Linked DNA regions of Podarcis muralis: region 2 is linked to region 1. The links are chromatin contacts, called in public Hi-C maps. All regions are on one chromosome and are shown on one strand. The core of a region is the stretch at or near the end of the contact, and the rest is flanking DNA. Distances in the headings are between cores, read along the strand shown. Region 1 holds the start of RPGR (retinitis pigmentosa GTPase regulator). Region 2 holds the start of DYNLT3 (dynein light chain Tctex-type 3).

Evidence for each region. Hi-C and Micro-C count contacts between places; a contact is called where the count stands out from the background.
Region 2: a contact with region 1 is called in a Hi-C map of tail, with 3 times the contacts expected there. The contact joins the promoter of DYNLT3 here to the promoter of RPGR in region 1. A contact is called at or near these places in 2 of 3 Hi-C or Micro-C datasets (blood and tail).

What each region holds. Positions count from the first base shown.
Region 1 is chr4:59,939,999-59,947,053 of rPodMur119.hap1.1, forward strand. It overlaps RPGR (retinitis pigmentosa GTPase regulator), which reads left to right and starts at 2,839. Exons shown (of 18, transcript XM_077927383.1): 1 at 2,839-2,964; 2 at 4,595-4,720; 3 at 6,733-6,825. The coding sequence starts at 2,937. It overlaps OTC (ornithine transcarbamylase), which reads right to left and starts at 2,860. Exons shown (of 10, transcript XM_028727410.2): 1 at 1,499-2,860; 2 at 33-180. The coding sequence starts at 1,575. It overlaps LOC114596182 (a long non-coding RNA gene), which reads left to right. Exons shown (of 4, transcript XR_003706444.2): 4 at 63-167.
Region 2 is chr4:60,082,941-60,089,995 of rPodMur119.hap1.1, forward strand. DYNLT3 (dynein light chain Tctex-type 3) reads left to right here and starts at 3,979. Exons shown (of 5, transcript XM_028727416.2): 1 at 3,979-4,161; 2 at 5,987-6,028. The coding sequence starts at 4,132.

The DNA.
Region 1 (7,055 bases), core at 1,589-4,088:
GTAAGAGAATTCATACTGCAAATGTTACATACCTCTCCTTTACATTTGATTCTTTCCTTCAGATCTGCTGCCACCCACAACAAATATTTGATGTCTTCAGCTGAATAATTTTGCAGTGTCAGAAGGTCCTGGCCTTTCAACTGGGTGGGAGTTTTAGTAGGTTGTGGCCCATGCCTGTATCTCCAAGGGAAATGACAAAAGAAGTTCAACTACCTCATAATTCAGAATTTTGTATTCTGAAATAACCACTGTCAAGTTGTGGTCCCAGATTATTGGCTCAAAGGCACAATGCTCTACAAATGCATGGCACCAGGATACCAGTGAACAGTTGAGTAAATAATCAAGAAAAATAAAATAATTTGTTGTTCTTCAGTATTATATATATATGCATATTGCTACTATGGAAACGTGTGAAGAATTACACTTGGGAAAACCACTGGTGATGTGTGCATGGGGTAGGGGGAGATTCTGCCTCTGTTTGCACTATGTGGCACTGTCACTACTTTTACCATGAGTGGCTGGGGAAACTCAGCCAGATGGGCGGGGAATAAATAATTTTATTATTATTATTATTATTATTATTATTATTATTACCATCACTATCCCTACACCCCCACTCCCCCTTATCAGAACAAATGGTGTTGTGTTTATATATTAATAATGGGACTGTAAGTCATTTGAAAATTATTGTTCCCTTCATTTATATGCTCCCATTAAAATTACCAAAATAATAATAACAATTTCCCAGTGTTCTACAATGCACATTCCAATAATAAACAAAAGAAGATCAGTATGCTCACAACATTTGCTTTCATACATCCACATCCACACACCCCAGTAGTCACACAATATCCATTGGTTTTTCCATATCTGCAATAGCTAGGGATTTGAACAATGCCATTCAGATACTGTGGTCATATCAGGAGCCTTCCTAGTTAACATTTTTGCTGCTGCAAACAAGTATTCTGTCAGTATTTAACAAAACAAGTGAAAACAACAAAAGACATTTAACAAAATAATAAATGATTCCAGTTTATTCTTTATAAAGTTATGGTGCCATCAGGGCAGGACTTTGAAACAGAAGTCCAGAGCCCCACTCAGCAGGATGTGCAACAGATATTTCTAAGGGTGCTCACTCCCACCCCGACGAAAAGAAGCCTTCACATGATCACAACTACTCCAGAGAGAGTCGGAGCTATTGATAAATAATAAAATACAATTCTATTGGGTTTGAAATAAGCATGCAAATTTATTTCAAGTATATGAAATTGTCAGACAGCATCTGCAAACAAAAAACAGTGATGGTAATTGCTCTGACATATCAATTTTCCTATATAATTTCTTTGCTTTAGTTTCTTGGTTTATGAATGAATGCTGCTAAGCAACAGAGACAGATTATGATTTGCCTATATCAGCAGTCTTGTAGTTGCTAAAAACTGGAGTAGACAGCCCAGGATGTTCCACCAGCTCTGTTGTTGTGTAGCATTTAAACACTTACCGAATACATTGCACCAGGTGCTTGCTGATCTTGCTTGCATTCCCAACATTGAACAGGGACCGAACATTAAACAGCATATTTACCAAATGCTAAGATATAGTTATAGTCACCTTGTTAAACTTAGGTGAAATAGTGAATGCATTCAGTGAAAGAGCAAAGGTAAAACTATCACGAGACAGTGCTATCTCTAGCAGTTGTGAGATCTGCTCAGGAATTCACGGTATATAATCTTATGCAAATACTATGGATAAGTGTCATTAGTTAGGAGAGTGGCGAAACCCATGGGTTTTGTCCTTAAACACACAGCAAAATCTACAGCCCAGTCGAGGCATTTACTAGGCTGCCAAAGGTCTTCTCATGGGCCACTCCCTCCTCTCCACCACAGAGAGACCTACATGTGATGCCAGGTATTAAGTACAGACACCAAGTCTTACAGGTGTGATGGACTTGCTCCACACAGACTCATAGCCTTACAGAAACCCAATTCATGCAGTCTTCTTTCCTCTCTCCTATTTATGGGGGATAACTATTATATGAATTAGGCATTTATTTATTTTTTAGATTTTTATTTATATGGAAAAAATATACATCAAAAAGAAAGCAAACTGAGGAACTATTCCATGTTTTTAAAAGGCTGACATTCAATAGGTGCAGCTTCTTTCATAGTTAAAGATAGATATATTTAGCCTGGGGGTAGGGCTAGAGGACCCTTGGGATCCCTTCCAACTCTATGAATCTGTGAGTCTTCGATTTCCAACAGTTGGCCAAAGAAAGCCAATGTTACACAGTGCTTCGGACTAAGGAGACTTTGACCAATTCCTGCTAACCCTTGAAACTCGCCGGGTGACCCTGGGCCATTCACTCCTGGGAGTTCCTGCACCTCTTTTTCTAGGGGAGAAAAGCGCTGGTTGTGAGGATAACATTGGCACAGCGAACAATGATCTAACGGGAGGTGGTGTTGTTGTTCAAAGGCATCAATTCTTCGGCGATCAGCCTTCTTTATGGTCCAGCTCTCACTTCCATACATCACTACTGGGAAAACCATAGCTTTAACTCTACGGACCTTTTACTATACGGGAGGTATAAACGTGTAATAAATGAAATGCCCTTGGAAAGTTTCCAAGTGGGAATGCCCCCTGTTCTCGGTGCCCACCATTTTGCAATGCTCATGGAGGAGTCTTGCTAATTGCTATTGAACTATTCAGGCGGTAACTTTCGTAAAAGCAATATTTTGAGGAGGGTTTTTTGTTCCTTTGTTTTTTTAAAAAGAAAACCTCTATGGTACTTGGAGAAGACGCTCTAGCCCGGCTTGCGGCGACTCTCTATGGTCGCTGCTCTAGCGGCCTCCGTTGCTAGTGGCAGGCGGTTTGTTTACTTCCGGGATCCAGGCTGCTCGCGCTTCCTTCTGTCTCCTAGGCGCCTCCCCCTCGAGCCTGTCATGGGGGAGGCCGAGGAGCAGGTGCCCGGTGAGTCCCAGTCCCGTCCCCCCCTCGTCTCGGGAAGCTAGTTGGTTGGTGCCGGCGCCCCTCGCCTGCTTCTGTCGTCATCGGCGGGCCCCGCGAGGCGAGCGCGCGGCAGATTCCCCGCCGCCTCTTGTTGTCTTTCTCTCCTCTCCCCCCACTTTGCTCTTTATTTCCTCCGTATTGCATGGTAGAGGCAGGGAGAAGTAGGGAATTTGCTTCAGACTCAGGAGAGTTTGAACCATTTCCTAGCCCGTGCTTGCTCAGAAGTAAGTCCCATTTACTTCAGGGACTTATTTCCAAGTAAGTAAAACGCCCTCAATGTTTTCAGCCCCATTATGCAGAGTGGCACATTGTATTTCAGGGCGTTATTTTTAGGCCACATGTTTCATTCCAGATGAGTGAGGAAAATGGTTAAAAGGTCAGATATAGGGCCTGTCGCACACTTCTTCATGTAGTGTACACTGGTACCTTGGGTTACATATGCCTCAGGTTACATACGCTTCAGGTCACAGACTCCGCTAACCCAGAAATAGTGCTTCAGGTTAAGAACTTTACTTCAGGATAAGAACAGAAATCGTGCTCCGGCGGCAGCAGGAGGCCCCATTAGCTAAAGTGGTGCCTTAGGTTAAGAACAGTTTCAGGTTATGTACTTAACCTGAGGTACCATTGTATACTCAAACTCGGAACTCGCTCCCACAGCAGGCAGTGTGACTTGGAAGGCTTTTTTTTTAAAAAAAAGAATTGGACACATTCAAGGAGGATATGTCTATTCATGGCTAATAGCCAGAATGACTAGGCTCTGTTTCCATGGTTGGAGGCAATATGCATCTGAATACCAGTTACTGGAAACTGCAGAAGGGGAGAGTGCTCTTCTGCCTGGGTCCTGCCTGCCAGCTTCCCACAGGCTGGCCATGGTGAGAACAGGACACTGGACTAGATGGACCATTGGCCTGATCCATCAAGCTCTTAAAATGTTCCCACTTTGGCCTCACCTGCTCCCAGGAAAACTTTTTAACAGAGCGATACTATTAATGCGCACCCAGAAGCAAATCTCATAAAAGTTCAGTAGGGTTTGCTCTGAGATAACTGTTTAGGATTGCAGCCTTTGTTTGTTTTCTTGCTACTTGTGTTTCCAATTTGAAATAAGGAATCTCACCTGTACCCAACAGCACTGCTTGTCATATCTGATAAAGTATTTGGACAATTTAATAAAATATTTGTCTCTATATTAGCAGAACTTTGGACACCAAGGGCAGAAAAATACACCCAAGGATTTTGGAATCTTAAAATACCTGAAGGGCTGTTACGTAGTTGCGTGTTTCCCCCTGTTTCAGCTTGTAGGTTGCAACCAATTGGTTCAAATTACAAGAACATTTTAGATTAAGCATAAGAACTTCCTAACAGCATGAGCTGTTCAGCAGTGGAGCAGACTGCTTCTAAAGGTGATACACTCTCCTTTTTTAGAGATTTCTAAGCAGAAGGTGAGTGTGCCATAGCAGTGAATTTCCTGCATCAGGACCAAGCTGAACTAGATTACTTTTGAGGTTTCTTCCAGATGCCATTCTCTCAGAAAGAAAGCTGTTAGAAGTAAAGTATGAAATAGAAATATTTAGGCTATTTTTTTCTTTTTTAGAATCAGGTGCTGTATTCACATTTGGAAAAAGCAAATTTGCCGATAATGTGCCTAGCAAGTTTTGGTTTAAAAATGACAAGCCTTTTCACATATCATGCGGAGATGAACATACTTCTGTTGTAACAGGTTAGTGTTTAAGGTTTTCTTTTAATTACTTTCTGTAGCAGCATTTCAGGAAAAACAAGTTAGCATTGTACTAGTATTTTCACAAATTCAAAATATTTTATTGTGAAGGTTCCTGTCCTAATCACACTGTGGTAGCAGTTTGAACCCACTTACTTGAGAGTAAGACCTATTGTATCCAGTAGGATATACGTCAAAGAAAGCATGCATTGAATTGCACTATGAAGGCCAAGTCCTGAGGTAGACTTGGATGTTTATACAGAAGTAACGATGTTTGCAAGATGGTAACATGACCTTCCTGTGTTTGTGAAATGGAAGTTTTATTTATTTATATTTTATTGAAGTAATTTCAATTAAAAGAAATAAACTAATACAGAAAAAAGAAGGAACAGTGAGGGGGAGAAAAAGAACAAAGATATATATAAAAGATATATAGATATACACACACAGACAAAAAAACAACAACTCAATATAAGATACTCCCATACATTCTTATTTAAATTTATATAGTGTTATTATCCTAATACTTACATAAATATGAAATGGAAATTTAGGTTTCATGTTGAGATATGTGCCATGAGCTTTGTTTGCATCTCCCTGGTCTAAAAACTTGAAAATGTATCATAAAAAAGCTGTTTCTTGATTAATTCAAAATTCAGTCTCTTGGTGATTTACTTTATACATATTTATCCAATATTTTCTGTCATCAAGAGAAGGGAAGCTTCTGAGAGCAGCTTGCAATCTCAAAAAACAATAAGCAATAAAGCAATAATTGTATACTTGGTGATAATACCAAAATTCAGCAGCAACTGAAGCCATGCAGTTTACAAGTCATCATTAACCCAGGACTAGAACTGGCTGAAATATGATGATCAAAGACTTAAAAGCAAGTGCTGATGTTCAAAGATCATCTGAACAATCTCTTTGGGAGACCAGTCCACTGGTATCAATTTTGAAAAATACTTACAGTACAATCCTTATCCTGGATCCACTGGCTGTTAGAGTAAGGTTACCAGATTTTTTTCAATGAATCCGGGGACATTTTTCAGCTTCCCACTAAACAAATGGATTTTGTCAGAGGACTGCTTTGTAAATCCGGGGACTGTCCCCGGGAAATGGGGACGTCTGGTAACCTTATTTAGAGTGGGGTGACTTTATAATTATTGTCAGCCTGGATAGCTCAGTTAGAGCATGGTTCTGATAATGCCAAGGTTGCAAGTTCGATCTCCATATGGGACAGCTGCATATTCCTGCATTGCAGGGGGTTGGCCCAGATCAGTGTTCCCCAACCTTGGGCCTCCAGCTGTTTTTGGACTACAATTCCCATCATCCTTGACCACTGGTCTTGCTAGTGAGGGATGATGGGATTTGTAGTCCAAAAACAGCTGGAGGCCCAAGGTTGGGGAACACTGGCCCAGATGATCATGAGGGTCCCTTCGAACCATTGAAGCCAGCTCCACGGGGCCATGGGTGCTTGGACACCCTCAATAATATAATTGTGGGGGCTGGGCACCCAAAAAGTCAATGAGAAAAGCCAGGCGGCAGTGGCCCTGCCTCCAAGAGAAAAGCAGTTCAGCTCTGCCCTCTGCAGCCAGCAAGCGAGGCACCATTTCGGGGGGGGGGGGTGTGTCTCTACCTCTGAGTCTGAGACCCTCACCATGGAAAAGAGTGCCTAACTGGCTGCAGAGAGGAGGAGCCACCAGCGCCCCCCTCCACAATGCAGACATGCAACGTCACACACACATGCCTGCACATGGTGTCTGTGACTTTGCACATCTGCTTTGCTCAGCGGAGACCCACAATCCTGAGGGTGAGATGGCACCCCTGCTTCCAGCTCTACAATATGATTCTGTGTGTTTTTGTAATATTTTGCAGTATATGAAGTGTACATGATTATTATTTGAGCAGGGGAGGATCAATGGCAAAAAGCCAGCCAAAGTTATTTCACATTTTTAGAGAACCTTAAAGCAAACTCATTGGTGATCACCCTTTTCCCCCCTTAATATATTCTGTAGAAAATGGTAAACTTTACATGTTTGGAAGCAATAACTGGGGTCAACTCGGATTTGGAACAAGGAATACTGTCAACAAACCAACTTGCGTGAAAGGTTAGTCTCACATATGTGGTTTTATAACAGATGCCGTAATTGAAAATGAGCGGAAGAATGAACTCAATCGCTAATACTTATGGTGATTCCTAACACCACTACTATAATAGCTCTCACTACATTTGGGACATAGGCACAACTTTCATATGAGAACTTTTAACAGCTATTGCTCCACTTTATTTAAAAGAGAGACAGAGAGAAAGGAAAACAAAAGGCTTTTGAGAATTGAA
Region 2 (7,055 bases), core at 2,729-5,228, 140 kb after region 1:
AGAAATTTAATTAGTAAATTAAATAAAGAATGGTTAATAGGGATTTAGGTGAATTCATGGAGAAGGCGGCTCTCAGCTGTTGTTGTTATCGTCTGTCTCGAGAGTCAATGGAGTGCGCCTCTGGGGGTGAACTCAAACTGCTGCCTTAGCAGCACCCGGGATGCAAGCCTGGGCAGTCTGTATGGAGCTTCTGAGCTGTCCACCAGGCGACAAGACACACACACCCCAGCCTCGCTGATGTGGTGCAAGAGAAAGCGGAGCAATAGGTTTGGCACAAGCTTTACTGCAGGAGTTGCTAGAAGGAGCCCTAAAAGTCACTATCCAACCTTCTTCGCAACTCTGCTCCAAATTTGTGTAGGGTTTACTCCTTAGCCTTTTCTTATTGATGCTTTTGAATTATGGTGCTGGGGGAGACTTGAGAGTCCCATGGACTGCAAGAAGACCAAACCTATCCATTCTTAAGGAAATCAGCCCTGAGTGCTCATTGGAAGGACAGATCGTGAAGCTGAGGCTCCAATACTTTGGCCACCTCATGAGAAGAGAAGACTCCCTGGAAAAGACCCTGATGTTGAGAAAGATTGAGGGCACAAGGAGAAGGGGGCGACAGAGGACGAGATGGTTGGACAGTCTTCTTGAAGCTACCAGCATGAGTTTGACCAAACTGTGGGAGGCAGTGGAAGACATGAGTACCTGGCGTGCTCTAGTCCATGGGGTCACGAAGAGTCAGGCACGAATAAATGACTAAACAACAATCCCAAAGATGTCCTGCAAGGTAGTGGGAGTTTAGGATCAGCCTTTTCCTTCTCCTTGAAGGACCACCCTCCCAGATTGATGAGCCCCATCTGCCCCTCACTTCCCTCTACATGTGCAGAAAGCTTATTGACCATTGGACCCACTATTGGTCTCATCTGCTCAATCTGGCAGAGCCTGTCTTCACATACAGGAAAATCCCCCTACTCACTGAGGGTTTGAGATCCATTGGTCACCCTCACCTGGTTTTGCTGGCCAGTCGGAGCCGTTTCCCAGGGTGTGGCTGCTTGTCAAATGCTGACCCCTTGTAGGAGCCACAGGTGACAACTGAGTGCAGGGTAGGGACCAAAGCTGGGTGAACTACCTCAGAAGGGGCACAACATGTTCCCCACCAGAGGTATTACCCCTCAGTGGCTACTAGTTATTGGAGACTGTATGCCTCTTAATACCACTTGCTAGGGAACCCTAGAGGAGAAAGTGTTCATGTTCTGCTGGGGGGCTTCCATTAACATGGGCCTCTGGTTGACCATGATGTTGAACTAGATGAGCCTTTGGTCTGATGTAGCAGGGCTCTTATGTTCTTAGAAACTGTTGTGTCCCTAAATATAATTGTTGTTGATTGTTGCCCTGTTTCTTCATAGCCTGCATACTTTGCCAAGGGGTCTTTTCTTTCAAACAAGTGGCTCTATATCTGATCGCAACAGAGGTGATAATGAAGACCTGAGAAAATGTGAGATATCTCATATAACCAACATGCTTAAGTCTAATTAATGCATGAAGGAGTTAATACCATAGAGTAAGTTGTCCTGCTAGGCTTAGCTGTGTCCACTTCCCCTTAGCTTGGGAAGAATTAGGTCCTCACCTCGGCCCTCCAGATGTTTTGAGACTACAATTCCCATCATCCCTGACCACTGGTCCTGCTAGCTAGGGATCATGGGAGTTGTAGGCCAAAAACATCTGGAGGGCCAAGGTTGAGGAAGCCTGAACTAGGTAATCAGGCCTATTGTTCTCTCCCAGTCTACGTGAGAAGCTCAGCATATAAATAGGTTTGAGTTGGTTACTCCAGCTCAATCGTATGCCTCTCGTCAACCATTCTTGAGTGACCTATACCAATAATTTAGGAACTTTCACCACTGTAACTAAGCCAGGTTTTATTGCCTCTGAAACTTTTTCTAAATGATGTATGGAAAAGCACATGAATCTGACCTTTGGATAAATTGTAAGTAAACGATTTTTTACTTACCTAACATGTGGTCTTTTCTATGCTAGGGGAAGAGGGAAACTTTGGAACTCACTTTAAAGGGCACATATTTTAAGCCTAACAGCCTATATTTCTATGCTTTATTTCCATGCTGCATATTTTGTGATTTAAAATATCTGCTTGGGTTCTCTCACGAAAGAATATTTGCCCCATACTTGGATCTTGGCATCCAGGAATTCTCATTTTATACTTGTTGTTTTCCTTACACCAACAGAAAATTGGTAACTAAGAAAATACGGCTTTGTTTAAAACACTATTAAGTTTTGCCAAGCCCCTTTGACAATTTTTGATGTTGAAGGATGTTGCTAGGCTGCTTAATTGCCTTAGTGTTTTTCTGGTGTGAACACTGTTGTTTCAGAATACTATTCACAATACAACCTCTGTATTGCATCTGTGCTGAACAATTATTAGATGCTGGGAAGTCTTTTGTTGTATTAGGGTAGCTTAGTATTTGCAATTAAGGGCTTTTCTTTCTCTGTGTGATGGGGAGCACCAAGCACAGAGATATGTAGGCAAAGTCAGATATCATGGCTATTTTTACCACACCTCTGGAGCTGATTTTTGCCACCACTGTAAACAGAACACTAATGATAAAGAATTAGCCATGGTTTTTACAAAAGATCATTGGTCCTTTGCAATCACTATCTGGTCACCAAGGAGAGATTCTTACAACCATTTTCATATCAACACAAGAAGTCATTTTAATTGACTTTACTCATGACTCAATCCTGTGAATTCCAGTCCTGTGCATGGTTCAGTACTTGTTGATTCAAGCCACTTTAGCAAAGAAAGATAGATTAAAGGTGGTTCTGCCCACTGGAAGCTAATGCAGACTTACTCCAATCTTTACGGTATCTGTACTGGATTTGAAATTGGTTTTGTATTTTTTGTTGTTGTCATTTTCCCTACTTTTATGTTTTATGTTTAATCACTTTGGGATATTTCATGGGAAGTAATTAATAAATGAAATAAAAATGATCTTTGACTCATAATTGGGGCATCTTGGGAGAAATTTTGGCCCTGGGTGAGTTAATACAAAACACTAAGAATATTTTTGCAGGGAAGCCTGCAGTAATTCCTTCCCATCATATATTCAAAAAACCCATATCTTTAAATGGAAACACCCTACTTCTTCCCTGTTCAGAAGTATGATTGGGCTGCAAGGAAAAATACTGGGACGTCATAGAACAACCCTTGCCTCCCGCAAGCCCTCCAAACTGGCAGGAGCAGAGGCGCCCCCAAGAAACATGGCAGCAGAGACTAGGAATTAGTCTAATTGGAATTAAGTGCACTGCCACTTGCATCCCTTTAGCCTGGGGCCTAAAGGAGCAGGGAATGGAAGTCAGGAAAGTGTATTTCTATTTTATGTTGCCCCTTTGCCCCTTAAAGGGTCATATGAGTGGGACAGACCTCAGTTATGGACCAAATCTCCATCTTCCTCTCTTTTTTTCTTTGTCACTTTCCCATGGCAAACCAGGTTCAAAGCAGCTAACAGCAACATCACAGGCAATATATGGCAACTATGACACCCCTGCTAAAAAGTGTTGGGGCTGAAGTCCACCTAAAGGCTATGCCCTTTGCCCCAAAACGTTTTATCGTCATTCTGCGTATGTACGTACACGTGTATGCCCTGAAAAGCCGCGTTGAGCCTGAAAGTGGCAGGAGACGTTTTTCTTCACAAATACTCCAGCACTCAGCCCTGGTATCGAAGACAGATTTCAAGAATGAGCCTCGACCCTGCTAAGAATCAAGTGTTGTTTCCAGATGGGGGGGATGTCGCAAACGGGTGGCTGGCACCTTAAATAATCGGATTTTCCATGGTGAAGAGGGGGAAACGGGGGGCTGCTGCTTCGACGTCGTGCGGGCGCTGGGGGAAAAAGCTTGTTTGCGTCGGCAGCGCAGCTCCAGCGACAGGCGCGTGTGCGCGAGGCCGCGGCATCTTCGAGGGAGCCTCCAGTGCTTCCTTCAGACGGCAGAGGGAGCTGGCGGAGGAGGAGGGGGTGGCGCCATTCTTTGCGCACCTCCGGCTTAGGGAAGGTGGAGCTGCGGAGCAGGGCGAGGACCAGGGCCGCCTCCGCCACTGCCGGGAATAGGGACGCGCCGCCGCAGCTCCTGGGGCCATGGAAGAGTTTCACCCCCATAACGACGAGGTAGTACGGACTTCCCCCTCCTCCCCCGGCCAGCGGGAGCGGGGCGCCCTCCTCGCCCCAGCCCAAGCGCCCTGTCGCCCCGGCGGGCAGCAGTGACCTGGTTTTTCCTCGTCGCAGCGCAGGGAAGGATCTGGCGCTTGGCCGTGGCGCGCGCTTCTACTTGAGTAATTAGGTTAGGGACCCCCGACTCCAGACACGCGGGGGCGGAGGCGCCTCCCGTTCCTGCCACCCGCTTTAAAGCGTGTGCGTGGAGGGGGGGGAGGAGAGGGGCGCAAAAAAACCCCCAACAACAACCATGACTTCGTAAGAGGCCGGCTTGCGCTTTTCAGTCTCGCTCCGACGTGGGTGGGCCTGGTCTGCATAAAAATGTCACCTGGCTCAAGGCTTTTTTTTAAAAAAAATATTTATTTATTTTGTGTACGTCTCCACCCAGCCAATCGCAAGCGCCGCTTGTGGGATCGTAGGCGGGGGAAGCTTGGTCCGCCCAAGAATGCTGTCATTGCGACGCCGGTCCTCACGTGGACGGGGAGGGTTGCGCGCGCGCGCCCCCGCTGCCAATTGAGGCCACTGCAGAATAATGGCAGACGGTGGTGGTGATGGTAACAAAATAGGGTAGTGAAAAGAGCCTGTCATTGCTTTGAAGTCCAATTTGGAAGTGCAGTGGATTCCAAGGTTAAGGCCAAGGGAGGATGGAGGAGGGGGTGGGAAGAGGAGCGCGTCAGACAAGAATCCCGTGTTTGAGTGCCTGCCGCCCTCTGCACACAATTGAAAAAGGAGAGGACAAAACCTCATGCAGGTAGAGAAGGATGGTGTAAAAGAGAAAGGGTAGCGCTCTCCCTGGTATGATGGGTTTTTATGTGTGCATCCAGGGAATCTTTCTAATGTGGCAGCAGACACACAATTCCTCTGCTCTTTCCCCACTTTCCCTCTCCTGCAGACCCTTCCCTTTGTTGTTATCCCTTGATTCTGTGACATGTTTAGCCTGGTTTTGTTTTGTTTTTAAAAAATTGGAGTTGTATCCATTGCCAAACATAATCAGAACAGACCTGTGTTTAAGCCTATTTAATTTCAGTGGGTCTACCCTAAGTAGAACTATGCTGACTACAACCTTTGGAGGGTCTGACTGTCATGTCAAAGCATTTAGGACAGGGGTAGGCAACCTAAGGCCTGGGGGCCAGATCCGGCCCAATTGCCTTCTCAATCCGGCCCGTGGGCGGTCTGGAAAGCAGCGTGTTTTTACATGAGTAGAATGTGTCCTTTTATTTAAAATGCATCTCTGGGTTATTTGGCATAGGAATTTGCTCATTTTTTATTTTATTTTTTTAAATATAGTCCGACCCACCACATGGTCTGAGGAATGGTGGACCGGCCCACGGCTGAAAAAGGTTGCTGACCCCTGATATAGATTTGACATAGACCTTAGATGCTGATGCATGAATTTCAGGACACAGCCAGAAATAGTGTGATTGTAAAATCCATTTGGGACTCTGGTGATTGTGATTTTTAATAACACACTTAGTTTTCAGTAAGATACAAGAACTTGGCATTTATGCAGCAGCCGCATGCATCAAATTCATGAGCTGGTGATATCGCCAGAATAAATGAAGATTATAAATATATGGACCTTGTTTTGGAGAGTTTTGTGGGCTTTTTGAATAAATAAATTCTGTCTTGGTTCATTATTTCTTCCAAAACCTGTGTGGCAGCTGCAATTTTATTGTTTTATATTTTGTATTCTAAAATGCGTAAGTAGCTCTATAATTAAATTTTATGAAGGGTGATAAAAATAATAATTTAATTAAATAAATCTCTTATATGATTACAGATGACCTTCAATGCTGAAGAAGCGCACAGTGTTATTAAAGATGTAAGTTGCACATTTTAGTATACAGTACAGTATTTATGTATTTTGGTGACAGTTTTCTGTTTCCAGGAATAATGGGTATCCCTGAAAGACTTGCACCAGACATCCTGTCTTGCCTATTCAAAACTGAGTCCCACTATATTTAGTGGGGCATCCTCCCTTGCTGGGTTTAATATTGCACTCTTGAGTTGCAGTCATATGGACGTCTATTGGGAATATAGCTAATTGAATCCAATGGCGCATTTTTCTGAATAGACGTGCATAGGATTGCACTAGCAAGATTCAAACTCTTTATACTAAATTTTCAATATTGGATGTTTATTTTGTACATTCTAATAGCAAGACCAATGGATTTGATCATACTCTCTTGCTGACAGAAGAGGGTGATTTTTGCTAATTCACCCCCCCCCCCGCAGTCCTCTGACAATCTGCTCCTCTGACAATCTTCTCCAGGGAGTGTGGACATTGTGGAACACTGGGAGGTGGCAGTAGGGCCTGCAAGGGGTATAAGGGGGAAATCACTTCCCCTACTTGTGCTAGAGGGAAGCCTCTGTTGTACTGGAATCATTCCATGAATGGAAGGAACCCTTTTGATTCATGAAAATAAACAATTCTGGATACTGCCTTTTATAACACTCCACTGTAATGTTAAGTAGCGCTAAGTGTTCTGTATGTGTTCTGTTGAATTCTGCTAACCCGCCCCCGCCGTAGAACACAATTTCTAATGGTGACTGAGATGGCAGTCCTGTGCAGGTGAGCTGTTTAACTGCCCTTGAAGTCAATTGGATTTATTTCTGTAGCTGTTATGTTGACTGTTGTTTGATTGTGGCCCACGGCAGAGAAGCTGCTCAGTATACTGAGGCAATAGGACCACCCTGTCTGAATTTCAATGCTGCAGCAACTCAGAATTGTAGCATTTACAATAATATATCCAGCTCAGCAGGATATTTTAGTCCTGTTGGGAAAGAAATTCAGATTATTAAAACGCTCTTCTGGATTCTGCATGTTTGTTACATGACTCTTACCACTG